Linked DNA regions of Hordeum vulgare: region 1 is linked to region 2. Evidence: chromatin contacts called from public Hi-C data. All regions are on one chromosome and are shown on one strand. Each heading gives the region's core, a stretch centred on a gene start, on an enhancer-like site or on the middle of the called end of the contact. The rest is flanking DNA. Distances are from core to core; before and after follow the strand shown.

Region 1 (4,138 bases), core at 615-3,114, 180 kb before region 2:
CTGGTGCACGTATATATAATACAAAGGAATGCCTCTACCTCAACTATACAAGACTTGAAGGTTGGCCACAACTGTAATACACGTGCAACACAAATACATATTCAAGATTTTATATACGTTCAAGATGGAAACGGGTACCAGGTTGACAAGTTGTGGCTTCCATACTTCCATTTGCCTCGGAAAAAGGAAATGAAAAGGCAGGTCCCATTTGGCTTATGGCCCTTGGGAGCTTGGGTTGGTTCGGGAGAGGCAAACCACGGCCACAGCCAGCAAAACCGGTGGCCGAGCACGTAGGTGGAACGGCGGGTCGATGTATCGGGTCCTGCCCGTTGCCCTACGACGGGAAAAAATAATTCCCGTACACCCTACGCCCGCCCCTTGCCCTCGACGGAAACGGAAAAATCAGCAGCAGGCCGGAAAGGAAATAAAACCCAGTTTGCAGCACGCTTTGGTTCCCCTGGCTCCTGAACCCGTCCCAGAAGCTGCCCAAGGCAAGCCAAGCCAAGCCGCCACTATTTCAAACGAGGGAGAAGAAAAGCTGGCGAGCCAGGCATGTGCTCTCGGCTTCTCCGAGCCTCGTCTACCGGTTGACCCATTTCAAACGAGGGAGAAGAAAAGCTGGCGAGCCTCGTCTACCGCCTACCGGTTGACCCGGTTGAGCACACACGAAGTCAGAGAGAGCGCTACTGCTACGTGCAGGAAAAATCTCCCAACCCGCCGCGCAAGAAATGCCGCAACGCGCGCATGCGCACATGTCTCGTACGTACGTACGTACGTACGTGCCTTTACCTCGCAGGCAAGTAGGAGTACTGCATAAGATAAGACGTCCAGTACGTATAAATTCGCAAAAGAAGAAAAAAAAGATATCGGGCCGGGAAGACTCGACGCGGAGAGAAGGAAGGGAGGGGCGTCCCTTTCCGTCCCGTCCCGTCCCACGGCGACGTCCCCACGCCACCGCCAAGGGCCAAAGCCGTCCCGGGGCGACGCTCCCGGCACACAGCCGCACGTGCTGACATGGCCCAGTGAAACGAAACCCCATCGCCCGTCCTCCCGCCGTAGGGCCGCCCGGACCCCGCCACAGTGATGCCGCGGCATATCCATATCCGGAACCAACAGGAACGGGGCCGCCCCCCCGGCTCGGGTATATCCCCCTGTCTGCTGCCTGCCTGCTACGTTGATGCCCCGTCCCAAATCCAATTCCTTTGAAGACACGGGGCACTCGTGAAAGTTTCAACGAGAAGACGTTCCGCCTAATCGCCCAGCGAATATGCTGCTACCCGTGAACCCGCTCGTTCGCGGTCAAGGAGGGGTCACCTAAAAAGCTTTTGAACCTCACCTCCTTCTAGAACAAGAGACGCGGTACTACTCAAAACACGACACCAAATTACCACTGCCATCACCACCGCCATTTTCCCTCGATCGTTATCGTCTTCGTACCGTGTTTTCTACAAGGATGTCATAAACGAAAACGTACATGTCGCGTTCACTGGCACGCACGATCGTATCCACGTGTTTACCACATACTGTAACAGCGGGAAACATGTCCAGAGCTGGAAGATGATTAAGATTAGCCACTAGTAAACGTTTCCCTTTACCATCGTCATCCATCAGTCAATCAACTCACAAACAAACGAGGCGCGATTAAATAGCTTTTGACGTGACTATTTTGGGCGCCTAACCTCGTAGCACCGGACCGGAGCAGCATATTCCAGGGCTGAACCCTCTCACAGGCAGCCCGCGGCGTCCAGAAGAAAGAAACAATGGCAATCAATCCGCGCGTCACCCAAGGGTTAATCCGCCGAATAAACCCTTCGCCCAACCACCCTATAAAGCCGCGCCCCGCGACTGTCAACCTCTGTCCTCCCGGCACCGCACACCGCAGTCTCCGAGCTCCATTCCAGCCACAACGCGCGCGCACACACGCAGCCGAGAGCGCGCTCTCGCTCGCTCGCTCGCCGGCGACGACGACGACATAGACGTACAGATACAGGCAGGCATGGCCGTGTACATCCGCCTCGACGACGCCGTGCGCGCGCGCCTCCGCGGGGACGGGGGCTGCACCAGCAGCGGCAGCGACCACGACGCCTCCGCCTGCCTCTCCGACCTCGTCCAGGCCTTCCTCGAGACGGACCCCGCCGCCGGCCAAGGGGACGAGGCGCCCGGCCCGGCCCCGAAAGGACGGGACGGGTACGACTCTGACGATGCCGATGGCGCCGCGGAGGCGGCCGCGTCCGTGCGGGGGCTGCTCGACCCGCCGGCCGCGGACGACCCCTTCCGGATCAGGCTGGCGGCCGCCGTGTCCGCGGCGCTCGACGCGGAGGCGCCGCTGCGTGGCCACGGCGCGGCGTTCAGGCGCGCGGTGATGCGGCGGCTCCGTGCCGCCGGGTACGACGCCGGCGTGTGCACGTCGCGCTGGGAGACGTGCGGCGGCCTGACGGCCGGGACGTACGAGTACATCGACGTGGTCGTGCCCGGCACGAGCACGGCCGCGGCGAAGGCGGCGAAGCGAAGCAGGTACATTGTGGACGCGGACTTCCGGGCGGGGCTGGAGGTGGCGCGCGCGACGGCGGAGTACGCGGTGGTCGTGGCCGCGGTGCCGGCGAAGGTCGTCGTCGCGCGGGAGGAGGCCGTGGGCCGAGCCGTGCGCGTGGCCGCCGACGCCGCGCGCCGGTCGCTCCGGTCGCACGGCCTGCACGTGCCGCCGTGGCGCAAGAGCCGCTACATGCTCGCCAAGTGGCTCGGCCCCTACAAGCGGTCGCCGTCCACCTCGTCGGCGTCCTCCGGGGCAATGCCGGCGGCCGGCGCCACAGGGATGGACGTCATCAAGTGCCGCGCCGTCGGCTTCTTCCCGTCCCAGGCCACCACGCCGGCGGCGAGGATCAAGTAGCTCCTAGGCGTCCCCGGAAGATCGACGCCATAGATGTAGTAGAGAGAAGATGATCGGTCGGTTCGAGCGGGCCTCGAGTTCGTTCTTTTTGTACAAACATTTTTGGTCTAGTTGATTATGAAAAAGAGCAAATTGTTCTTCCATCCATCCACCATCCACACGATCGAAATCGTCAACGTTCAACCAGCCATGACAGTGGCACGATTAAACTATGGATCTTGGTCAGCTGGAAACATAAAGGCGTGCACAAAGATTTAACAGCAGAATGAAAAAAATAAAAGAAGGATGGAAAAGGAGCCATGAAATGGTGGACGCGGCGGGCAGGTGTAGCCGGATTAGCATGGGTCGAATGACAGGGCATTACTTTATCTCTCTGCGGTGGCTACCTGTCGGCGACGAGAGATCGTACTGCTAGTAATTAATATTAACAACGCGATCGACCAAGCAAGCAAGATATGTTTAGTGTTATCCCGAACGAATCGAGCGAGATGGAATTCTCGGGGTGTGATCTTTCGTACGATATTTGTCTCCTCAAGGACCCTCATAAGCACCACATGGCGTTCACCGATGTACTGCTGCTGCTGCTCTCTCTATACACACTCTCTCTCTCTCTCTCTCTCTGCATTTCAGGCTTATAAACAAGATTAGTAGGTAAGCAAGTGTAACAGCATGCCCGTAGCAGCGTGAGGGAAACAACGGGGCTGTCATTTGGACGGATGATTAGTTGTGCACAGTGGTTGGGACTGGAGGGGATAAGGAAAAGGTGATGGAGTTGGGAGGAAATAATTCTGAGTGAGCGTGGTCCATACTTGTTAGATGGATAACGGAGTAATGTAGTGGGGGCTAGCGACGAGACCTGTCCACTCGAGCGCCCGTCGTCTAGCTTCTTCACCAACTGATTCCGTCGTCGTCCGTCTCTGATCGATCAGCCGCGACCGGCAGGCACATCCCGGCGGGGGTGACGAGGCTCCAGTCCATTGGCGACAGCGCTAGCTGCGTGCCAAAGAAGCTTACACCTGGAGTCTAATGGTCCCTGATCGATGCCATGCACGCATCATCTCATGTCTGATCGCTCGATCTACTAGCTTCGTGTGCGTGCGTGTGTGTGTGATCGTCTCGCTTTCGAGCGGTACCACCACCGGTCGGTGTGGGGTGGCCACCTGTGGTGGTGCAACTGCGATCGCTCGTACCTTCTCGGTTGGTGGTTTTGGCTTTTTTACGTCCGTTTCCTTTCTCAGGTTACGAGCCGCG
Region 2 (3,893 bases), core at 195-2,694:
TTTCAGGTAATTAACCCGCAGTCCAATTTTAAGTCAGAACGAACCGTTTATTTGTCATTTTGCAGAAAAGTCCTCACAATTTTAGATAATCAACCCGCGGTCCATCTTTTAGTCCCAGCCGAACCGTTTTTTTTTGCATTTTTCAGAAAAATCCTGATGTTTCAGGTAATAAACCCGCCATCCCTATTTAAGTCAGCCAAAACGTTTTTTTATTTTAACAAAAAAAAACCTGACTTTTTAGTTAATCAATCCATATTTTATCTAAAACAAAATTATCCATATCTTTTAAACCGTAACTCCGATTTTAACATGTTATATATGAAATTTGATTGAAAAAATGTGTAGAATCTAAATAGGATGCTATTTTTAGCTGTTGAATATTTCTTAAATATTATTTTGGGTGCAAACTTAATCTGTAATGCACGGTCCTTTTTTCCTCTCTTTCCGGCGACCATACGAATTGCAATAAATATCCATTAAATTAAAATCAAATTCACAGGAAAGAAAACATCGTTAATCACACATGCACACCTTTGAAAAATCTCGTGGGAAGAAACAACATATTTCTCATCTTATTCCGAGTGACTGTACATTTAAACACGTTTTCGTTGTGTGAGCACTGAGGCAATCGTCGACAACACAAATGTGATGCCATATGAAAATATATTGTGTTCAAAGCGTGTGTTATTTTCTCTTACGTTGCAACGCACGGGTTTGTTTGCTAGTGGGATAAAAACGCATTGACCAAAAAGATAAGCTTGCAGCTAGCATGGCACGTGGCAGGCATACAAGACGATAGATCCTTCATGTGCAATCCGTCGGCATGAGGAAAACGTTTTCCTTAAAAGTGTGAACATTTCCATTTATCTTTGTTTGCTCTATTGTCTTGGTTTGTTCCAATATGTTCGGGGTACAAATTTTGAGATTGCAATTGCAGCACTTCCCGGAGAACAAAGTAGACGCTAGCTCTTTTCTTAACCCTAGTTTTTTTTTACCAGAGAACATATATATGTATGCGGTTATCTTTGTTTGCTCCGTTGTCTTGGTTTGTAAAAAAGAAGATAATCACTCTGCCATAAGGTGCTACTGGTCTACTGCTAGCGCAGCAGTTACCAAAGCGTGCCTACTCTCCGAGTACAAACGTCCAGGTTTTTCAACCCGTGACAGGCAAAAACAACACACGTCTGGACGTACAAACAAGCTTTTTCTCCGAGTGGGGGCGCGTACAAATACCAACAAAAGGCGGTAACGAACAACCGATATCAAGAGTCCAAGCGAGTGCTGACCCACCCACACGGCGGGGTCGGCCCGCCAAATCCATCCAAACCCACCGCCACCACCTCTCTGCAACATGACTTCAGTCCGGTCCGGCCCAGCGGGCCAGAGCCACACCGCGTCTCTGCTCCCATCGTACGCCACGGCACCACCGCGCTGTCTCCTTGACCTTTACCCGGAGCCGCTGCGCGCTTTCCCCTTCGCCGCTCCACTCCACTCCACTCCCTGCTCTGTTCCCCTATCCTGCCCCGATCCGCCATCGCGCAATGCCGCGCCGTCTGCTGCTGCTGCTGCTGCCGCTCCTTCTCGCCGCCAGGGTGCGCCTTGGCGCGGGGGAGGACACGGGAGGGGAGAGGACGTACATCGTGCGGGTGGACGCCGACGCGAAGCCGTCGGCTTTCCCGACCCACGCGCACTGGTACGAGTCGGCGGTGCTGGCGGCGTCCGGGGCCGGCGGGGGCTGGCCGGAGGGCGGCCCGCTGATCCACACCTACTCGTCGGCGCTCCACGGCTTCTCCGCGCGGATGTCGCCGTCTGCCGCGGCCGCGCTGGCCGGCGCCCACGGGGTGGCGGCCGTGCTGCCGGAGCGCGTCCGCCGCCTCGCCACCACGCGCTCGCCGCGGTTCCTCGGGATGCTCTCCTCCCCGCCGTCGGCCATCCTCGCGGACTCCGACTTCGGCTCGGACCTCGTCATCGCCGTCATCGACACCGGCATCTCGCCCGCGCACCGCAGCTTCCGCGACCGCGGGCTCGGCCCCGTGCCTCCCAGGTGGCGCGGGGTGTGCGCGTCCGGGCCCGGGTTCCCGCCAGGCTCCTGCAACCGCAAGCTCGTCGGGGCGCGCTTCTTCTCCGCGGGCTACGAGGCCACCTCCGGCCGGATGAACGAGACCGCCGAGGTCAGGTCGCCGCTCGACAACGACGGACACGGCACCCACACGGCGTCCATCGCCGCGGGCCGCTACGTGTTCCCGGCGTCCACCCTCGGCTACGCGCGCGGCGTCGCCTCCGGGATGGCGCCCAAGGCGCGCCTCGCCGCGTACAAGGTGTGCTGGGTGGGCGGCTGCTTCGACTCCGACATCCTCGCAGCCTTCGATGCCGCCGTCGCTGACGGCGTCGACGTTGTTTCTCTCAGCGTCGGCGGTGCCGTGGTGCCGTACTACCTCGACGCCATCGCGATTGGGGCGTTCGGCGCGACAGAGGCTGGCATCGTTGTGTCCGCGTCGGCCGGCAATGGCGGTCCAGGAGATCTCTCTGTGACCAATGTGGCGCCCTGGATGACCACCGTAGGCGCTGGGTCCATGGACCGCGCCTTCCCTGCCAACGTGCGTCTCGGCAACGGCCAAGTGCTCGACGGCGTGAGCGTGTACGGCGGGCCGGTGCTCCAATCCGGCAAAATGTACGAGCTGGTATACGCGGGGGCAACCAGTTACTCCGCGTCGACGTGCCTGGACGGGTCGCTGGACCAGGCGGCCGTGCGCGGAAAGATCGTGGTGTGCGACCGCGGCGTGAACTCGCGCGCCGCCAAGGGCGACGTGGTTCACCGCGCGGGCGCTGCCGGGATGGTGCTCGCCAATGGGGCGTTCGACGGGGAGGGCCTCGTAGCCGACTGCCACGTCCTGCCAGCCACCGCCGTAGGCGCGGCCTCCGGCGAGAAGCTCCGTAAGTACATCGCGTCGTCCAGCCCGCAGAAGCCAGCCACGGGCACCATCCTGTTCGAAGGCACTCACCTCGGCGTGCACCCAGCGCCGGTGGTGGCAGCATTCTCGGCGCGTGGCCCGAACCCCCAATCCCCAGAGACACTCAAGCCGGACCTGATAGCCCCCGGCCTGAACATCCTCGCCGCGTGGCCCAGCGGCGTCGGCCCGGCAGGCATCCCCTCGGACGGCCGGCGCACGGAATTCAACATCCTCTCCGGCACGTCCATGGCCTGCCCGCACATCTCCGGCCTGGCGGCGCTGCTTAAGGCGGCGCACCCGACGTGGAGCCCCGCGGCCATCAAGTCGGCGCTCATGACCACGGCCTACACCAGGGACAACAGCAACGGCACCATGACCGACGAGTCCACGGGCAAGGTGGCGGGCGTGTTCGACTTCGGCGCCGGGCACGTGGACCCGATGCGCGCCATGGACCCGGGCCTCGTCTACGACATCGCGCCCATGGACTACGTCAACTTCCTCTGCAACCTCAACTACACGGAGCAGAACATCCGGGCCATCACGCGGCGGCAGGCCGACTGCCGCGGCGCGCGCCGCGCCGGCCACGCCGGCAACCTCAACTACCCGTCCCTGTCCGCCACATTCACGGCGGACGGCGCGAAGGCGAAGATGAGGACCCACTTCATCCGCACGGTGACCAACGTGGGCGGCGGCAGGTCGGTGTACCGCGCCACCGTGAGGGCGCCCGAGGGGAGCACGGTCACGGTGCGGCCCGAGCGGCTGGCGTTCCGGCGCGACGGGCAGAAGCTGAGCTTCACGGTGCACGTGGAGGCCGCGGCGCCGATGCCGCCGGCGACGGCGATGGAGCCCGGGAGCTCGCAGGTGAGGAGCGGGGCGCTGACGTGGAGCGACGGCAGGCACGCCGTGGTGAGCCCGATCGTGGTCACGCTGCAAGCGCCAGTG

The links. A called contact is a pair of places that touch in the nucleus more often than the background predicts.
Region 1: a Hi-C map of leaf shows a contact between it and region 2, with 4 times the contacts expected there. The contact joins the promoter of LOC123445196 here to the promoter of LOC123445193 in region 2. A contact is called at or near these places in 3 of 6 Hi-C or Micro-C datasets (leaf and seedling) and 1 of 1 datasets of contacts at active chromatin or transcription factors (embryo).

The regions. Positions count from the first base shown.
Region 1 is chr3H:570,357,275-570,361,412 of MorexV3_pseudomolecules_assembly, reverse strand. LOC123445196 reads left to right here and starts at 1,864. Exons shown (of 1, transcript XM_045122152.1): 1 at 1,864-3,034. The coding sequence starts at 1,997. The coding sequence ends at 2,887.
Region 2 is chr3H:570,173,667-570,177,559 of MorexV3_pseudomolecules_assembly, reverse strand. LOC123445193 (subtilisin-like protease SBT1.5) reads left to right here and starts at 1,444. Exons shown (of 1, transcript XM_045122149.1): 1 at 1,444-3,893. The coding sequence starts at 1,542.